Regions from separate parts of the Mus musculus genome. Here regions 2 and 3 are each linked to region 1. Evidence: chromatin contacts called from public HiChIP or PLAC-seq and promoter capture Hi-C data. All regions are on one chromosome and are shown on one strand. Each heading gives the region's core, a stretch centred on a gene start, on an enhancer-like site or on the middle of the called end of the contact. The rest is flanking DNA. Distances are from core to core; before and after follow the strand shown.

What was found. HiChIP or PLAC-seq counts read pairs in DNA pulled down with a chosen protein or histone mark. Capture Hi-C pulls out chosen DNA fragments and counts their contacts.
Region 2: a promoter capture Hi-C map of liver shows a contact between it and region 1. The contact joins the promoter of Stk11ip here to the promoter of Cdk5r2 in region 1. A contact is called at or near these places in 3 of 115 datasets of contacts at active chromatin or transcription factors (bone marrow-derived macrophages, embryonic stem cells and regulatory T cell precursor) and 1 of 9 other capture datasets (liver).
Region 3: an H3K27ac HiChIP or PLAC-seq map of embryonic stem cells shows a contact between it and region 1, with 2.1 times the contacts expected there. The contact joins the promoter of Gmppa here to the promoter of Cdk5r2 in region 1. A contact is called at or near these places in 1 of 39 promoter capture datasets (liver), 1 of 484 Hi-C or Micro-C datasets (embryonic stem cells) and 2 of 115 datasets of contacts at active chromatin or transcription factors (both in embryonic stem cells).

The regions. Positions count from the first base shown.
Region 1 is chr1:74,852,926-74,856,754 of GRCm38.p6, reverse strand. Cdk5r2 (cyclin-dependent kinase 5, regulatory subunit 2 (p39)) reads right to left here and starts at 1,726. Exons shown (of 1, transcript NM_009872.3): 1 at 1-1,726. The coding sequence starts at 1,657. The coding sequence ends at 548. It overlaps Gm16582 (predicted gene 16582), which reads right to left. Exons shown (of 4, transcript NR_151618.1): 2 at 2,240-2,412.
Region 2 is chr1:75,519,776-75,523,604 of GRCm38.p6, reverse strand. Stk11ip (serine/threonine kinase 11 interacting protein) reads right to left here and starts at 2,076. Exons shown (of 25, transcript NM_027886.3): 1 at 1,963-2,076; 2 at 1,756-1,841. The coding sequence starts at 1,816.
Region 3 is chr1:75,434,284-75,438,112 of GRCm38.p6, reverse strand. It overlaps Gmppa (GDP-mannose pyrophosphorylase A), which reads right to left and starts at 2,177. Exons shown (of 13, transcript NM_001357170.1): 1 at 1,801-2,177; 2 at 1,275-1,335; 3 at 1,079-1,176. The coding sequence starts at 1,314.

The DNA.
Region 1 (3,829 bases), core at 477-2,976:
AGGTGACATGACCGGAGGAAGGAAGAGGAACAAGAAGGGTACACGGAAACATAGGTGCTGGAGAAGCGGGGACCGCAGTGGGGTACCATCAGGCTCGGGGTAAGGTAGAAAAGGGTAAAGCCCAGGGAATGCCAATGGACAGGCGGGGGCGGGGGCGGGGGCTGCAGACAGGAGGTAAGACGAAGACACAGAAAGGTGAGGGACTGGACAAAACCCAGGGTGGTGGACTTTGAGATGCCCACAGCAGGAAAGAGGGAGACCAGGGCAGAAATGGAAAGATGGAGGCGCAGACAGACGGAAAGGGTGAACGAAGTTGGGGGTGCACTTCCCGCGATCATCCCCCACGCCCACCCCACGCCCAGTAAATCCAGACACCGCGGCCTCTGGCGTCCTAGCCTCCACCTTCCCCTGTGGGGCAGGGGCGGCTCCTCCTCGGCCCAGCCTGGGCATAGAGCAGCGGTAATAGCGACGGTGGCTTGATGGTCCCGGGGTTTCCGGGTGTGTGTGAGGGGCTGGGGCGGGGGGCGGGCGCGGCCCCTGGGAATCCCTAGCGGTCCAAGTTCATAGTCCAGTGCTTGGCTCCGGTCGCGCAGCTGTCCCTGGCGCTCGAGGAGGAGGTGGTGGACGCGCTGCTTCCGCTCGGTGGACCCCCGGTGCTCGCCGCGGCCTCGCCCTCGTTCTTGAGGTCTTGAAAGACTTGCGTGAAGAAGTGGGGGTCGGCGTTGAGTCGCAGCATCTGCGGGCTGAGCCGCTGGATGAGGCGCAGGCAGCGCTGCCAGAAGCGCTCCTTGTCGGGCTCCACGAGGAACGGCTTGAGCGGGTAGGAGATCTCGTTGCCCATGTAGGAGTAGGCGAGGTAGAGGCAGGTGAGGAAGGCGGCCTGCAGTTCCGCGGCCGACGCCAGCTCGTCCCCACGAAGCGACTCCCGGCACAGCAGGTACACGAACACCAGGTTGGCGGGGGTAATGAAGGCCTGGTCTTGCCAGCCCTGCAGCAGCAGCGAGCGGTCCACGCCGCGGAACCAGCCCACCAGCTCGCCGGGGCTCAGCTCCTTGAGGCGGTAGCAGCGTCGGCACACGAAGTCGCCGAGGCAGCGGAGCAGCTCGCCGGTAGACGCCTGCACGATGACCCGCCGCGGCGAGCCTCCGGGCGCCGGCGGTGCCGCCTGCGGGGCTGGGGGTGGCGGCGGCGGCGGCTTTCCCCCGCCTGAGCCTGGTGGAGGGGCGGCTGCGCTGCCCCCCGACGGGGGCTCGCAGGTGGCAGCGGTCGTGGGCACCGTGGGCACCGGCACGGCCAGGGGCTTGGCTGTTCCGCCACCGTCGGGGCCGTCGCGGCCCTTGCGGAGAAGGTTCTCGCGGTTGCGTTGCTGGACCAGAGGGTCGGGACCGGTGGACGCTGGCTTGGGCGTCACCTTTTTGCTGCCTTTCTTCTTCTTGGCCGAGGCTGCCACTAGGCGCTTCCAGGTGAGCGCCGAGATGAGCACGGACGGCCGTTTGAGCCGGCTCTCGCCTTTGCCGCCCTTGCCGGCCGGCGGCGCGCCGTAGCCCCCCAGCGCCTCGTCCCCCGCGGGCGGCGCCTTCTTTTTCTCCTCCGGCAGCCCTCCCGGCCTCCGGCCCTTGGCCGAGGAAGCAGGGGAAAGCGACAGCACCGTGCCCATCCTGCAGAGCGGGGCCGGCGCCCGGGCCCCAGCGGGAACCGCGGGCGGCGCCGCTGCTGCTGCAGCCCCGGGGGACCCGGCGGTGGGGGGCCTAGCCCCGGCCCGGGCGCGCGGACGGGCGGGGGATGGAGCCGCTCTGCTGCGCCGCGGCGGCTGCTCTGAGCCGAAGCTGCGCCAGCTGCAGCGTCAGCCCCACCCCTTGGGCCCCTTCTTTCGCCACGCCGCGCCCCGCCTCACGCAGCCAATCCTGACTCTAGTTTTCTTTGATCGGCAGCTCCTCTAACCAATAGGATGTTGCATACTAATCTACTGTACCGCCTTACCCACCGCCTGGAGTCTTCAGTCCCTTACCTTTTCCCAAAGGGGGAAAAGGGGGGAAAGGAGGAAAAGGAGAGAGGGGGTGTGTGTGATTCTGAGGTCTCTTTTTCTGGCTGAGCAGGGGGTTGAAGTGAGGTGAAAATGGTCCTTCCCATCTCTTCCTCCAGATCCCAAGACCATGGGTCTGAATGTTTTGATACACTGTGATACACTGGGTCCAAGCCGCAGTATAGAAGCCATGGGAACAGCCTATCATTCGCTCACCTTTGAGTTTGTTTAGTGGGCAATATGGCAGCTTGCCCTCATCGAGACACCCCAGTTGCACCTTCCGGCTTCGCCCATCTGGATGTCCGCTTGCTATCCTCTTCATCGCCCCCCCCCCCTTGGGGACGGGGGTAGGGTGGGGTGGAGGAGACTGCTGCAGGCTCATTCCTGATCTGTAAGAGAATGCTAGTGTGTGAGACTCTGAGCAACCGAGCAAATGCACCCTTTCTCCTTGGCAGAGGGAAGGATGTGTGTCTTTGCTTCACGGAGCAGGAACAGGGGGAAGTCTAAAGACAACCTAATGAGTCTGTACTTGATTCCCTGCTTCTGACTCTGACCCCTGGACAGCTCATTTTTGATTGGTTGTCCCAACAACACATTCATCTCACCCTTGCATGCGTGATGGATGGTTGGACTCCAGGGAACTCTGGAAATTGGTTTAGTTGAAGGCCCCAGTCTGGGGTCTACTGTGTGGAAATCGGTTGGCTCAACTTCCAGTCAAGATCCGGGGTCCTAGTTGAGATGGATTTTAACCAGTAGACAGCTTCCTTGTGCTCAGACTCTAGCTGTTCCCACTCCAGCTGCCAGCTATTATACTGGGAGCTGCCGGTTTCTCTGGACCCCTCCATTCCTGCTACGGACCACATAGGCCTTGATCCCAGACTTTGAGCCTTATCGGCAGGTTGTGAGAACCGCTTGTCCTGGGCCACTTCAGTGTGTCTTGTAGGACCCTCCAGTCTGCTGTCTGTGGCTTCCCTTCCAGGAGTCTTAGTGAACCTTAGGCATTGGTGTGGGGGTTTGGTTTGGTGGGCAGAGAGGTAACTATCCATTCTGTAACAATTCTTAGAATTGTTCTTGGATCTCAGTCTCTGTGTCTCTGTATGCCTGTCTGTCTGTCTGCCTGTCTGCCTGTCTCTCTCTCTCTCTCTCTCTCTCTCTCTCTCTCTCTCTCTCTCTGTGTGTGTGTGTGTGTGTGTGTGTGTGTGTGTGTGTGTGGTGTCACATTCAAGCTGGCTTCCATCCTTCTTCAGCCTCCCAGATCCTGGGATTATAAGCACCACCAGGCCTGCCTCCATTTCTGCCAGACCCAGCACAGCACCAAAGGTCCACTGCTGTCAGAATCAGTGTGCGCCCACTTTCCTCTCTCTGTATGTGTTTCACTATGCGCATTCTGTTCCAGAATCCCCTTGGGTTTCAGCTCACAGCAACAGAGGCTCCAGCTTTTCTCTGCAGTTTCACAATCACAGCTCACACACCCCTTCCCGGGAGCTGAGGTCTGGCTTCCTCAAATCTTCTCCCTTCGTGGCAACCATGGTCACATATAGTTAGAAAGTTGTTTGTTTGCTTGTTTATTTATAATAGGAGAGATGCATGTGCTTGTCACAGCATGTCTGGGGAGTCAGTTCTTTTCCTCCTGCCACAGAGATTACAGAGACTAAACTCAGGTCCTTAGGCTAGGCTGCAAGTGACTACCCACTGAGCCACCTCAGCAGTCCCAGCAGTCCAATGCAGGGTCTCACTTGTGCCCTTGACTCTGATCTTTATTCTCTTGTGGACTTAGTTGTTCTGTTCAACCTCTCCTTCTCTCCT
Region 2 (3,829 bases), core at 827-3,326, 670 kb before region 1:
ATTCCCCACTTAGCACTCTATCAGGAAAGTACAGTTATAATAACTGTGGACATTTTTTTAATATATTCTGAAACCAGGTGTGGTGGTGCACACCTTTAATCCCAGAATGTGAGAGACAGAGGCAGGTGAATCTCTGTGAATTCCAGACCAGTGCAACAAAGTGAGGCCCTGTCTCAGGGGGATGGGGGGAGAAAAATCAAGAAGTCAAAGAATATTGCAGAAGTCAGGTGGAGGAACATCATATGCCTATATATAATTCCATAGGATGAGTCACTAAAGCAGAAAGATCATAATTTCAAGGCTGGCTTGGGATACCAAGAAATAGCAGAGATCTCCCACACCCTTCACTCAGCTTCCCCCAAATTGACTTACAGAATTATAGTACAATTATCAAAACCAGGAAATTAGGTGTTGATAAAATATAGTGTCAGTTCTATTCTGTTAGTGTAGATTATGACAACCACCACCATAATCAAGACACAAAGTGATTCCATCCCCACAATCATATATGAACTCTACGATTCCGAGCCTGGGAGCCAAGTCAGATCTTTGCTGAATAATAAATCTTACAGCCTTACAAAGAGATTTTTCTATGTACTAGACACTGAGTATAGACATGCACATAATTCAAGGTGTCCCCTGGAAGTCTAGAAAAGGCACAGCATGGGAGTAATTATTAACACAAACCAGAAAATGAACTGCCATCAAGAGACTCCAAGGATGCCATGGTGGGAGTATATAGATATGGAGCACTAATGCCATCGAGGTCACACATTCCAAATGACAGCTGCTTCATCTAGATCTCATCCTTATCTCCTAAAGACATCCATTAACCCCACCTTACAGATAGGAAAGCCGGGGCTCAAAGAAGAATCTCTCCTTTCTGTGTGTGTGGGGAGGATGCTAGGGATTATAAGTCAAAGTTTTGTACATGCTAAACATATGCTCTGCTACTGAACTATATCCCCAGCTCTCAAAGAATCATGATTGTGATCATTTAGCTGATGATGGCAACCACATAACAAACAACATAGTGCCAGGCGTGGTGGCACATGCCTTTAATCCCAGCACTTGGGAGGCAGAGGCAGGCGGATTTCTGAGTTCGAGGCCAGCCTGGTCTACAAAGTGAGTTCCAGGACAGCCAGGACTACACAGAGAAACCCTGTCTCAAAAAAAAAAAAAAAACAAAACAAAAAAACAAAACAAAACAAAAAAAAAAACAAAAACCAAACAACACAGTGATCTTTGCCATGCCCAGGCACTGGGGCAGCAACTATAGTAACACTATCTTTTGAACACTTATTATGCATGCATGCACTGCACTAAATAAGCTAACTAAAATCCCGCTATCTTTTGCGTTCAATACAATCCCTATGCTAACCTATCTGAGAAGAATACTGAGGGTCTAAAAACTTATCCAAGTCTGATAGAGGGTTGGGACTAACCTATGTGGGTCTCCAAATCTCTGGTGTCTAAGGTGCTTATACTTGGCTTTCGGTACAAGTGATTATGTTCTTGTCTGCAAGTGTTTAATCTATTAATGATCCCTTTCCTCTGGAGAGTTAAGTGCTATGAGAGATGGATAGAGTTTAGACTGTCAAAGGCATGACTGTAAACAACGCGTCACAAGGAACACACCCAGAAGACGCCGGCACCTCGTGACCCCGCCGGCAATGACTCGGTGATTCCCGGCGTTTCTGGACAGTATCGAACACACCTAGAACTCCCAACCAAATAAGCCAGAAGTCCACTCACCCGACTCCCGCAAAAGTCCCGCCAGCTTCCACACTACTGAATCCCGCGGAGCGGTCGTCATAGCCACGGGACGCTGGGGGCGGAGCCTGGGGAAAGGGGAAGCGGAAGAGCCTCAGGTGGGCAACAAAAGCCCAGAGCTTTCGTGCAAATGGAGGCGTCGCGCAATGTAAAAAGTAAGCATCAGCTAAAAAGAACGATCTCTCTGACCCCTTTTCCAAAAAGCATTGGGCCTCGGGAGCCCATGGGCCCGCGTAATTCGCACTCCAATCACTTTGGCAGCCGGGCTCTTTTAGGGCAGGAAGTCCCGCCCCGGAAGGCAAAGGACCTACCGGAAAGCATGCCTTCGCTACCGGAAGCCACGCCCTGGGCGAGCCGATGTGTCAGTAGGACGGAACTAGCCGGGATTAAGCCCCTAACGGGGCCCCAGGTCTAGCTCGGCTCTGGGTGGCCCCTTCGGCAGAGAGAGAAACCTGACTCTTGTTTGCAGACTGGGCGGGGAAGCAGAGCTTGGAGAAATGGGATCTTGTATTAGAAGGAAAAGAACTCATCCAAAACAAATACTGATCTTCCAGTTACATAGCTGTCCTGTCCTTGCGAAGTTCTTTTATATCAGCCAGAAGGGCTAAGGCTGGCAGGGATGCCACTCTCAAACCCCCTTTGCTGTCATAGTCCTCAGTCTCTAGACTTATTTTTCCTTAGGGTTTAGCACACTCTCAAATTGGTCCCTGGTCTCTGATTTCAGAGCTCTGGAAGCAGAGGCAGGAGGGTCTCAGTGAGTTCAAGACCAGCCAGCTCTAAATAGTGAGTTCCAGGCTAGCCAGGGCTGCATAGTGGGATCCTATCTCAAAAACAAAAATTAGTCACTGGTAATGACCTGAACCTGTATTTGTTTTGTTTTGTTTTTAACTGTATTTACAGCTCAGTACACCTAACTAAAAGTGGTTTTCCTAAATTTGAAAATAAAATATATCAATAATTAACAAAAGCAAGACTGTTGAGTTTTCTACTTCCAAATTGGCACTGTAGCTTTTTTTTTTTTTTTCAAGATAGGGTTTCTCTGTGTAGCCCTGGCTGCCCTGAAACTCTGTAAACCAGGCTGCCTCTGCCTCCCAAGTGCTGGGATTAAAGGCGTGCGCCGCCACCACCACCCAGCACCACTGTAGTTTTTACCCTGGCTCTTGGTCTGGCAGTTGACATCAACTTCTGGTCTACATTATGAAAACATTTCTTAGGATGGAGTGACTAGCTAGGCTTGGGAGGGGAATGTCTTTTATGAAACAATCCTTTCTAACACAAGAAAGTTAAACATGAAGTGTAGGACTGAAGAGATGGCTCAGTGAATTAGAGCACTGGCTAGGCTTCCAGAGGACATGGGTTCAAGTCCCAGTACCCACATGGCGGCCCACAGCCATCTGTAACTCCAGTTCCAGGTGGTTGTACAATCTCTTCTCATCTCCATGGGCACAGCACATGCATGGTGTAGAGGCATTCAGGCAAAACATTCATACATGCAAGTGTTTGCTTTTAATGAAAAATCTAAAGAGTAGAGTTGGAGTCAGTCAGTTTTAGAGGTGGTGGAAGGCTTCTCTAGCCTGAACAAACTTCCTATATACCGTCTCATGGATCTGGGACATTTTGTGCAATTGATAATCCATTACATAGCAACTGTCAGTCCTTGTTTATCGATCACCTGAAGCTGGCCATGGGGGAGGAGCCATAACAATCAAGTCAACTGTATCAAGCCAAATTCTCATAGGCAGAAAAAGAAACAAAAAACAAAAACTCATTCTTTTGATATCCTGATGTGGTGCCTTGAAACCTTTGCTTTTTGGCCTGGCTTCCGTGGTCCACAGTTATTGTGTGAAAATCCTCCATTCACATGGGTAGCCCCTCTCTCTACTCAGGTTTGTCCTACACTACCGAGCTTCCAGATAAGTGAACGAGAGAAAAATCAAAGAAAACAAAACTGTATTGGGGAGGGGAAAGCTAAGCTAAAGAAGCAGCAAGAGAGTAAACAGCCGAGGCCTGTCCTCCTCCCTGAGAGGCCCACTCCCCTTTCTGTCCTTGGCTTGCA
Region 3 (3,829 bases), core at 928-3,427, 580 kb before region 1:
TTTGGACAGTGAGGAAGTTAGAACTCTCAGCTGTGACCTTTCCACCTTTTTTTATAGTCTCCCATGTACCTGGACTAGAACGAACCTTGTCCACCAAGCCACAGTCATGTATAATCCAGTCATCTTTTCTGCCTTTCCTTCTTTGTCACCTCTTCCCACACCCAGCACTGGGAATTGAACCCAAGACCTCACGCATACTAGACACACGCAGTGTCTCTGAGTTGTATGTGTAGCTCGTGTAAGTGTGCCCATGCATATGTGGGGGTACACAAGCCCCTGTGTAAACAACCACATGGAAGCCAAAGGTCAATCTTGGATCTCTACATGGCTCTGTCCTCAGGAGTAGCCCACCTTCTCAGGGTCAGCGCTCACTGGGGTCTGGGACCTAATGATTAGGCTAGCCTGGCTGGCCAGGAAGCCCCAGTGATCTACCTTCTCAGTCCTAAGATGGCAAACCTATCACCAACACTGGCTCTTTAAAAGGGTGATGACAGGGATCAAACTCACAGCCTCACATTTGTGCAAGCAAGCACTTACCCACCAAACCATCTCCCATTATATATTATTCTAAGTTTGGTTCCAGCCTAAGATGACAGGGTCATTTATCAGGGGTCTGCATTGAATTAGGCATTTTACAGCTTCAACACTCTGCACGGGAGGTTTAATCTCCTTTACAGATAAGAAAACTAGAGCTGAAAGAGGTTGAAATTTGGCTTGCTCCAGGTCCCAGCAGGAAGACAGGACTCAGACTCAAACCTTGTCTATCCCAATAATGGAGCAATAAAGAAAAGGAGCTACAGCATAGGTGCTCTGCGCTTTATCACTGATTCCCCCTGCTATGGCTCTAGCTTATTCTTTAAGATCCCTGCCTGGCTTCACATTCCATACTGTAAAACTAAGTGTGAAATCTGAGCAGCAGCAAGAGGCAGGGAAGTCACCAGGACTGGCTGCCCAAAGCAGTGCTCAGACGCCTGTGAATGGCAGCCCGTGGAGCCGTAGTTGGTGGGAAAAGATGGCAGCTGGGAAATGGAAGACAGACACACACCATGAAGGAGAGGGGCAGGAAGTGTGGGGTTACCTGGGCACAGGCTTCTATATGGTGCTGGATCATGGGAACGCCTGCCACAGGAAACAGAGGTTTGGGCACCTCAAAAGACAAAGGCCTGAAGCGAGTCCCTGAGAGGACAGGAGAACGTTTTAGCTTCCTATTTCCTTGTGTCCCAACCCCACCGACCTCTCCAGCCTACCCGCTCCCCTGTCCCCCATCTCCTCACCCTTCTGGGGGCCTCCAATGAGAATCACAGCTTTGAGCATGATGAGCGCTATTACCTAAACCTCAAACCACAACAGAATAATTACAACACATAGTCCTTTCCTAGGATGTAAACACAAAAGTTCAGTATAGTCCCTCCTTGGGCACACAATCACGAAATTCATCCCAATCCAGAACTCAGATGGCTTCAAAACCCTGCAGCCCTCCCTTTTATCTCTAATGACTTCTCTTTGGCCGTGAACAAATTATGTAAACACGGGTACTCAACGGACCCCCTTCTCTGACCCCAGATCTCAAAACCCTGAAACCTCTAGTCCCAGTGCCTTGCAAATGACTGCTTCCTCCTTCTAGCTGTTCAACTCCGAATCCCAGCGGTGAATATGGAACCACAAACCTTGAGTGAGCTCTGGGTATTTAATTTTAATCCTATGAATGCGCCCCAAGTACAGAACTAACATCAATCTGCATTTGATGAGCACCAACCCTAACACCTCTAGGTGCTGACTGTGAATTCTACAACTACCTACATGTGCTCGAATCAAAAGACAGGTTCCGTTGACATGTCAAACGCTGAGCCTACTACTCCAGCCGTGCGCATACCGACCACTGGTGCGGAATCTCTGGATTCCAAAGATTGATTGCTGACCTGGACCCCACAACTGAGTCAGTCCAATAGACGTCAGTTTCTCGTAGCCATTGGTTATAGAACCAACACAAGCGTGGGCATGAGGAGAGAAAGACAGGCCCTGTGAGCCCTCCCTACGTCCAGGGTCCGTCTGCTACACCTTACCCTGCCCACCACCCCCTCCACCATGTAGATCCTTTTACCACTAGCTCCCTTTACGCCAGCTCTGCCGCCTGCCACTGCTTGCTCCTTCCGCGTACGTGTCTCCTTACAACCCGCGAGAGCTCTTTCGCGGGGGCTGCTGGGAATTGTAGTTTTGAAAACGTTCTCTCTCCAACTCCAATAAGACACTTGGGAAACGTGCTGGAAACCTGGTGCGTTCCGTCAAGTCACCGTAGGACAAGGCTTAACTGAGGAGAGAGAGGAGTAAGGATGGGGGCTAAGAAGTTAGGCCTGGAAACTTGAGATTGAGACCTAAGCTTTTCCAGTATGGGCTCAGGGGCAGCGGAGCACTAAGTCACAGGACAATCCCCTGGGTGGCCAGCTTTGGAACAGCCTGGAGGGGCTGAGCCTAGACTGAGCAAAAGAAAAGGAGCAATCACAGTTCCAAAATTTGTCCAGCTGAGAAATTTGACACTGAGAGAAATCCTATTCCGGATGACTACTACCTGTAAAATGAGCTTTCCAGATTTCCTAGTGACTCCAACATTCTGTGACCTTGGCCTGTGGGTCTTGGAATAAATATGGGGGGGGGGGCAGGCAGGGAGAGGAAATGGCGATGGAAAACAAAACAAACAAGCACGAGGAGGATCAGAAGGAAAGCAATTTTGTTTTATTTTTGTTTTTTAGATTATATCTAAGTACACTGTAGCTGTCTTCAGATGCACCAGAAGAGGGCGTTAGACCTCATTAACGAATGGTTGTGAGCCACTATGTGGTTGCTGGGATTTGAACTCAGGACCTTCAGAAGAGCAGTCGGTGCTCTTAACCACTGAGCCATCTCTCCAGCCAGGAAAGCAGTTTTATTAAGCAAGGCAGAAGAGGGTTTGGATCCCACCAGCACCTGGGATCGCAGCCAGGGTAAAAAGGTCTGATGGTCCCTTTCAAGCCATGTCCACCTGAGGAAGCCTTGGGCCATGTCCTGGGGTAGTCCTGGGGAATGGTAAGGCGCTGGTGGTGTTAGGACCAATCTCTACACCCTGGGGAAGGTGTGGAGAGACGGAGGGCAGATCTGTGGGTCAGTTTATCTGTGTGTGTAATGAGCGTTAATTATAAAGCTCATTCTTTGCAGTCCAGTTTCTGGGAACAATACTACACAGGTCCCAGTCTCAGCCCTGCCTTAGCTGCAGATCCTAGACCTCCCTGTCGTGGTCCTCAATGTCCTACCCGTGCTTGGTCTGGCAGACATGGAGTGGGCAGTCAGTGCTGCCATGGCGTCTTTGAGGTCCCTTTTATATCTTAGCATGGACTCAACAAAGGACAGGGGAACCTGACCATAGGACACGAGCATCACCATGAGATGAGGAATATCTGGCCCTAACTCCACACGATGCATTTGAATTCACAGTATGTTATTGGACAGATGACTAGCCTTTACATTTTATCTCTTTCGTTATTAAACAGGACTTATCCCTGTCCCTTTTTCTCTGGGTCAAGTAGAAGATCAAAAGAGATACAGCTCTCACAAGTGCTTCGGAGACAGCTCTGTGTAAGGAAAGCGCCCTGGGTTGGGAGCCAGAAAACTAGATTTTAAATCCTGGCGCACGCACACTGTGACCTTGGGTCCTAGAATCCTAGGATGGGAGCCCCGGGCTGACTTCTCAGTCTGGGTGGGATCAGGACCTGAAGGAAGGGAGGAAATTGCTAGGCTTGTCATGCCCTCCAGTCAGTGTGGAGGGTGGGTTCCTCCTCACTCGGTCTGGACTAGGCCC